2 separate regions of the Gossypium hirsutum genome follow, and region 1 is linked to region 2. A link is a contact called in public Hi-C data. All regions are on one chromosome and are shown on one strand. The core of a region is the stretch at or near the end of the contact, and the rest is flanking DNA. Distances in the headings are between cores, read along the strand shown.

What was found. A called contact is a pair of places that touch in the nucleus more often than the background predicts.
Region 1: a contact with region 2 is called in a Hi-C map of leaf, with 2.2 times the contacts expected there. The contact joins the promoter of LOC107895279 here to the promoter of LOC107895284 in region 2. A contact is called at or near these places in 6 of 34 Hi-C or Micro-C datasets (anther, hypocotyl, leaf and 2 more).

The regions. Positions count from the first base shown.
Region 1 is chrA13:96,526,409-96,530,407 of Gossypium_hirsutum_v2.1, reverse strand. LOC107895279 (WD repeat-containing protein 44) reads right to left here and starts at 2,512. Exons shown (of 7, transcript XM_016820572.2): 1 at 510-2,512. The coding sequence starts at 2,192.
Region 2 is chrA13:96,250,412-96,254,407 of Gossypium_hirsutum_v2.1, reverse strand. LOC107895284 (uridine 5'-monophosphate synthase) reads right to left here and starts at 2,119. Exons shown (of 6, transcript XM_016820579.2): 1 at 286-2,119. The coding sequence starts at 1,230.

The DNA.
Region 1 (3,999 bases), core at 1,263-3,762, 280 kb before region 2:
ATCGAAGACAATAACCAAGACCAAGACACGGGTTAAAACAATCTCCACTGAAAAGATCAAGCCTCTTGCAAGATAAGTCACTATCTGACCAAATAGATAGCCGATCTAAGCTAACCATGTGAAAGTAAAGTTTTCATTACTATTCATGTTGTCTGTGGCAAAACACATATTGAACTTGTTAGATCATTTACTTCGTGTGCCAAAATATAGCTTGCTAAAATTAAGTATGTTTTAATTGATAGTCTAACACTTTGCAAAAAAGTTGCTCTACTTCATTTCTGTCCTGTGACATAATAATGCATGCAGATTATTTAGCAGCACAGAATATACGATAAATGCTCGGTACATCAGACTGAATAGACAACTACAACTACCATGGGGAAATTATTAGAAGACTTCTAAAGTCTAAACAAAGAAACACTAAATAAACTTCTTCCCATTAACATTACTTATTGAAAACCTGAAAAGCAAACCAATCACACTACATTCATGCATATGTTTCTACTAACCTGAGACTTGGACCATGAGAGGTCGAGAACATCATCCAAATGTCCTTGAAAAGAACAAACAGGTTTATCTGAAAGTGCAAAAACAGTCTCTGGCACCACAATGTTGTCTAGGCTCAACGATTTCCGGCTTATTGATGACCTTCCTCTTCTCCTCTTATCAGGAGGGTAATCAGTACTCGGCGATGATAGAATCGGTTCGGGAGATCCATTAGCCACAAGCAAAAGGTTGAAATTCCCGTCTTCAGGCTTTTCCATTAACAACTCCCCTTTCCTATCCGATTCAACTACCTTCCATATATGAATTACACAATCCTCACCTGCACTAGCAAGGTATTTGCCATCTAAACTGAATTTTATACTCCAAATAGACCCTGTATGCGCTTGTATCTCTTGACTCTTGTAAAGAGCAGTGAGCTCTTTACATGATTTCCCATACTGTTTTACCCTCACTCTCTCCGGCCCATGAAACGAAACATCCTGGCTATCATCAGTGGCGGAACTCGATCTCCTCCCACCCTTCTCCGATGATGTATCCCTCTCGTCACTGCTTCGCCTTTCCTTATTACCCTTCACGCTATTTGCAACGCTCTTTATACTCTTGAACCAACTCCCTTTCTTCTTCGACTTTGAAACACCAGCACCCCCACCACTGACAATCAAATCAGCATTATCTTTATTACCCTCTTCTACATTCTGTCTTCTCATTAACTCTTGAACGATCGGAGAATGGCCAACGCAAACCTCGAACTCCTCCATTGTCAACTGTCTCCCTGTCCCAACTTCCTTCAACTTGTTCCACATCCCATCTTCTCTAATCTCATTCACCACAAACTCTTCCCCATTATCAAGGTTCTTAATGGTACACACTTGTTCACTGCAATCCATCTCATCGTCCACCACAACAGCCTCCCCATCACCAAATGATTTAAAGCTAAGTTCCCCATTCAAACTCTTGCTAATACGCTCCTTGGGTGGCTTAGATCCATTACTTCCGCAGCGTCTTAAGTTAGCAGCCGCAGCATTACTTTGATCACATTCACTGATGTTATTATTATTATTTACAGTACATAAACCCACAGAAAGAATGGAAGAAGATGAATTGGAACGAAGAGACAAAGGCGAAGAAGGAACAGCAGCAGCACTACAATCACCATCCGATTTCGATCGTACAATTCCAGAAGAACTGGATTCCTTTTCTCTTCCACGATCTTGATCTTCCAACTCTTCTTTTACCAACCTATTCGATGAAACTGATCTTCTTCCCAACTCACCTCCACCACCACCACTACCCATTTCCCGTCCGTCGCCGACCTCCGTTTCTGACCCGGGTCTTATCCGGGAAAGACCCGGGTGGCGGCTCAGCCCCATGTCGCGGAGCAGACGGGTTCGTCTTTCCGAAACGGAGGAGGGTTCAGAGATCCAGATGTCGAACTGGGAAACAACCTTGGGGAATTTAGGGACGGGAAATGGGTGGTGGGCATTATTAGAAGGGGCAATTGGGTCAGAATCCGAGTCAGAAGAAGGAGAAGCAGAGTTGGAACAAGAACAAGAATTAGAAGAAGCAATGCGGTCAAGGGAATGGTAGAAGTACTCTTCTTCTGCTTCTTGGTTTACTTCAACTACTTGAGTCCAATCGTGGTCGTTTAATTTGCTGCAGTTGCTACGAATTGGGTTCTTGCTCATGCTTTCTTTATGAGCATTCCCATTTCAATTTCAAACATACAATCATTAGAAAAAAACAACTCTGGGTTTAGGTTGGATCAAAGGAATGCAAGGGAAAACAGTTTTTGGAGGGAAAGAAAAAGAGAGAGAAAATCAGATCCAAAGGCAAAGGAAGGAGGGAAAAAGGAGAGATGGGTTTGGGGGAAAAGAGGGAAGCAAAGCAAAGGTTGGGTTTTTGTGGGAGAATAGAAATGAAGGGGAGACTGATTTGAGTTTTTGTTGGTTTTTTGGTTTTTGGGGTTTGGGTAATTGAAAGCTGAAAGGTGAAAGGTGGACCGGAGGATCTAACCCCCCCACCCCCATTGCTTTCCAATTAAATTATTCTTCATTAGCCAATAATTACCATTTTTTATTTTAATTTAATCGTCTAATCTATTTTGCAATTTCTTTTTTTTCGATTAATTCCATATTTTTATAAATTTACGCAAATAGAATATAAAATAAAATATTATTTATAATTTGATTAAAAGCATTTATTAGTGAAATTTAAAAATTATATAGATAAAATTATTTTTATTATTATAACAATAGATGTTATATTGAAAAATATTTTTTTAAGTTTAATTTTTTTCCCCTAAAAACCTTTTATCTAAAATATATTTTTTCCATCGTCGTGGTAGAATATAATGAATTTGGATAAATTCACTGCATTCTATTTTGAATTTTTTTTATCAATAATGAAAATTTAAATTACATTTTTATTAATTTAGTTTTCAAATTTTTATTTTAGTAACTGTCATTAAATTTAAATAAATCAATAACCTTTCATTATAATTATCTTAGAAGATAATTCAATTTTTTTTAGGGATAAATATCAAAATTATATATAGTTTAATGTACAATTATTTACATGAACTTTAATTTTATACAATTTTATACATAAAATTTTGATTTAATTCAATTCTGGTAAATATTAACACAATTATTGATATAGCCTCATTTTATATTTATATATTGCATATATATATAATTATACTTATCCAATATAAAAATAAATTGATATATTTATTTCTTTCAATGTGTATGATTAAATTAAAATTAAAGTTTCAAGTATATATTTGAACCAAATTTAGAATTATAATTCCTATCATATTAAAGTTTATATAATTGCACATTAAATCAAAATTTATCTATAATTTTAAAATTTATCTTTTTTATATAAAAAAACTTATTTTTAAAACTCCAAAAAGTTGTTTTTTGATCATTTATTTATTTTTATGTCTTCGTTCATTATGAAACTAAATTCAAATTGTAACTCATTCAATTACAAAATAATAAATATCTCTAATTCATCAATAAATGTGAGAAGAAAAAACGGAATTTAAACTATAAAAACGGTATTATAAAAAAATAACAAACCCTAAATATAAATAATAAAATAAATATGAAAAGTATAAAAAATAAATAAATATCTCTTACCTCCGTTTTCATTTATATAATTAAAAATAATAATTTTTCTTTCAAAATAAATAAAATAATGTAAATAAATATTGAATTAATGTTTCTATCAAAAGCAAGTTTGATTGAAAAGCAAACAAACCAAAGCATCCTATTTTGAACACAATTTAAAATGAAATAATAGAATATAATAAGGAAAAAAAATTCATTATAGAGAAAAATAAGAGTAATTAATAGCGTGCTGATTTGGTGAATACAAAAGTGAAAAATAAAAAAGTTATTTGTTGGGGTTTTGAAATATTCGATTCTAATTTGAATTAAATTTAAGATGTGATATTTTAGAATTTAATTTAGTTGGAATTAAAAATTT
Region 2 (3,996 bases), core at 870-3,369:
AACATTAACACCGAACTTAACATAGTTTCTAACCCCAATATATCAAAGCTTAGTCACAACTCAAAATCCCATGATTATTATATCAACAGAAAAGAATTTGATGTACAAAGACATAGTTAAGATATAAAAGTACGGCAAAATATGATGCTGTAAGTAACACTGCCTAAGTTTCCAAAGTATAAATTCCATAAAAGAAAACTTACTTTCCATACTTTCAAACACAAAAAAGAAAATTCTCATCCTAGAATACTTCAAAACTTCGCTGATAAACTAAAACCATTTTACCTTCTCAGCAATATCAAGCAACTCAGCAGCAGTCCCAACATCAGCAGCCAAACAAAGATTACTGTGTTTCTTAACCATAACCTCAAAGAGCTTTTTCCCAGTTGGATTCTTAGCTAACTTAGCCCTTTCTTCAAACCCCAAACTCTTAACCCTCGCTTTCTCAACCTTTGGCACCGCCACTTTCTTGGTCTCTTCCAAAAACTTCATAACCAAAGTCTCCATCTCCGCCTCCAACTTCCCTTTCGCTCTCAAAACCTTAACCATCTGTGTTAAAGTAAACAGAGCATGAAGCTTAATCCCATTCTCCTCCAACGTCTGCCTTCCGCCTTGTTCTCTATCTATAACCACCACGGCGTCCGTCACCTTGATTCCCAACGCCCGTAACGGCGCAGCGGTTTCAAGAACAGATGCTCCAGATGTTACGAGGTCTTCAACTATCAAACAAACTTGGCCCTTTTCGTAAACGCCTTCGATGGACTTTGCGGTACCGTAATCCTTCACTTCTTTGCGGCGCATGAGCATGGAGATGGAGGTGTCGAGGGAGATGGAGGTGGCGATCGGGAGGGCGGTGTAAGGAACGCCACAGATGAGGTTAAAGGGTGTTTGGGGAGGGAGGGAAGAGAGGAGGGATTGGGAGATTTGGCGGAGGAGGGAAGGGTAGGAGATGATTAGGCGGAGGTCTATGTAGATAGGGGAAGAGATGCCGGATTTTAGCCTGAAGTTGCCGAATTTAACGGCGGAGATTTCGTGGAGTTGGAGGATGAGAGACTCTACTGATGACATTGTTGTTGCGGCGGCAACTGGTAGTGCTGATGGTGCAGGTGAGTGGAGAAGTGGTAGTGGGAAAGGGAGAGTGCTCTGATGCTTAATAAAAAAGTAAAGCCAGTTGACATACGTCTTCGTGTGGGTCGGGCTAAGTCGGATGATTACGTAAAAAAAAATCATAATTTTTGTTAAAATTTATAATCCAATTCAAATTACTCCAATGTACCCAAAAAGTAAGTGGAATATTTTTTTCAAAAAATTCATTAAGTAGTCTCCATTTTGAAAACCCAATTTCTTTTTCCCATCATTTTAGCCACTTCTGTCACTATCTGTTTTGATTTTAATCACTCTATTATATTTCTGTTAATAGAAGTTCAAGCTGCCATTTTTATAATTAACAAATAATTTTTATAATAGGAGAGGTGGTAATGATGTGAAGGTATGGTGAGAAATGGTGGTGATATTTGAGGCAAATGGTGGTTCCGCTTACAACTGATCACTCAATTTCGAAAGTCTACTAAAACAATAAAAGGTTTTGGACAACATGCGATATCCGAAAAATAAGTTTGGGTAAAATTTAAAATTTATTTTTTATATGGGCTGAGCTTTAGACAAGATTTTTGCTCGAGACTAACCGGTCCCAAATATATTATGTTCTAAAAAATACTATATTAATTATATATGTTAAATAATAATTATATAATTAAATCATTAACTCAATTACAATTAAACCATTACCCAAAATCTAAAAAAAAAAATTACCCAAAATATAAATTTTAAAAAATTATATTTATTACAATAAATATTATTATATTTATTTTTGTTTTTTAATATAATAAAACATTTCTTATATTTATGGTAGTGTTTTTTAATATAGCTACTTTTTAATGTATTTTTAATGTGTTAGAAAAGTTTCATTTTAGCATTTTTAGTGTATTATATTTTTTAAAAATATTTTAAATAAAATAATCTAAAAAAAATATAGGTGGGCCAAGTCGGCCCGAATTTACCTTTCTTAAATTGGACTAGACTTGAGCAAAAAAATAAGCTCATTTTTTGGGTTGGATCAATCCCGAACTTGAAAAATTAGTCTAAATTCTTTACAGGAGCTCAACTTAAACTCGATTAATCCCAGCCCATGAGCACCTCCAATTTAACTAGTGATGGGTTATGTCAATGTGGTGACGGATTGGTGGTTGAAATGATAAGGATGAAGAATATGGAATTTAAAATATTATGTGGAAATTTTATAATTTATTTATTAATTATAAAAATGCCAACTTAGACTTTTGTTAATAGAAATATTAAGCGATTAAAATGAAAAAAAAAAGAGTGCCTAAAATGATAAGAAATTTAAGTGCTTAAAATGAAAATTTATAAAAATTGAGTGATTATTTATATAATTTATCTTAAAAATTTTATATTGATATTTGTATTTTTATTAAAATTAAACAAAATAGTAATTTTAATAAGAAATATTAGTTGATTTGTTTTTTGACTTAGAAAGGTTCAAAACGTAAGACACATGAATCATATGTTTGGCTCTACTCTCATATTTTTGTATTCATTATTATTTAATATATATTTAATTATCATTCATAAATTAAATTTTACATTTAATAAATGATTGCTTTTAATTAGCGTTCATCAATGTATTAAATTTTAATGGATAGAAAAATAATGGACCAAGTCCTAATTTAGTAACAAAGACATGTAAGTAACATTTTTAAAAATTTGTATGTTGGGTTAATGTATTAGACTTACTTAGTGTAAGTAATAACTTTTTTCTTTTGTAAAATAATAAAATGAGATAACTATATTAAGCTAAAATGAACAAAAGCACCAAAAGTCTTGTCTTTCTCAAAAGTGTCAATTAACTCCCTAAGCTTATCTTCAACCACTTGTATACCCACTTTCTCATTAGAAGACATTTTGGCTATAAGACTAGCGACTTGATTACTCTTCCTAGGCAAATGCCTTATCACTCAATGATTTCTGCTCTGTATCACCTGTTGAATTCGCCAAAGCAAAGTTGAATTTGAAGACACAGAGTAACCTTCTTGGATAGCTTTTATCACCTCCAAACAATTTGTTTGAACCAAAGCCCTATCATGCTCCATTTCTTATAACAAGAGGTAACCATCCCAAATGCCCCATAACTTAGAATAAAAAATTGAACAGTCACCCAAAGCATGACTAAAATTGACAATCCAATCCCCAAATTGGTTTTGCAACACACCGCCAGAAAAGGCAGACCTTGTACTTACATTCATCGCACCATTACTATGTAAATAAACAAAGTTACCTAAAAATGATTGACCTTGAATACCAATACGCATACCAGGTGGGCTATTCTTATGTGCAAACAAAAATTTTCGAGCCCAACTTAACGAAACTTTAAAAATCTCAAAAGCATTCCAAGACAAGTCTTGGAATATGAATAAATTTTTATTCTTCCAAAGACGCCACGCAATTAGGAAAAAAATGCAAAGTCAATCAACATCCGTAGAAAGCAAACCCAATGTAAAAGATAAATTAGAAACTAGCCATTCAACAAGATTGCTAAAAAAAACGATTACTTTGACTTACGGGCACCACTTGCAACTAGACCTTTTTCGCCGCAGCACAATCTCTAAGAACATGAAGAATGTCGTTTGAGCCATGACTACAAATTGAGCAAGAAGGATCCCGTCCAATTCCACACCTAATTTGTTCCATGTTTGTGAGTAGTCGTTGCATAAAGACAAGCCACATAAAGAGACGAACTTTTTGCGGTCCCTGAAGCTTTCATATAGTTTTCCAAGACTCATCTCTAGGATTCCAAGAATTATCCCGAATCATGTGATATGCACTCTTAATTAAGAAAGATCAAGTAGGGATACGACTCCAAACAATCCTATCCTAACCCACTAAAAGATGAGGAGGCAAGATACTCACCATGCGCTT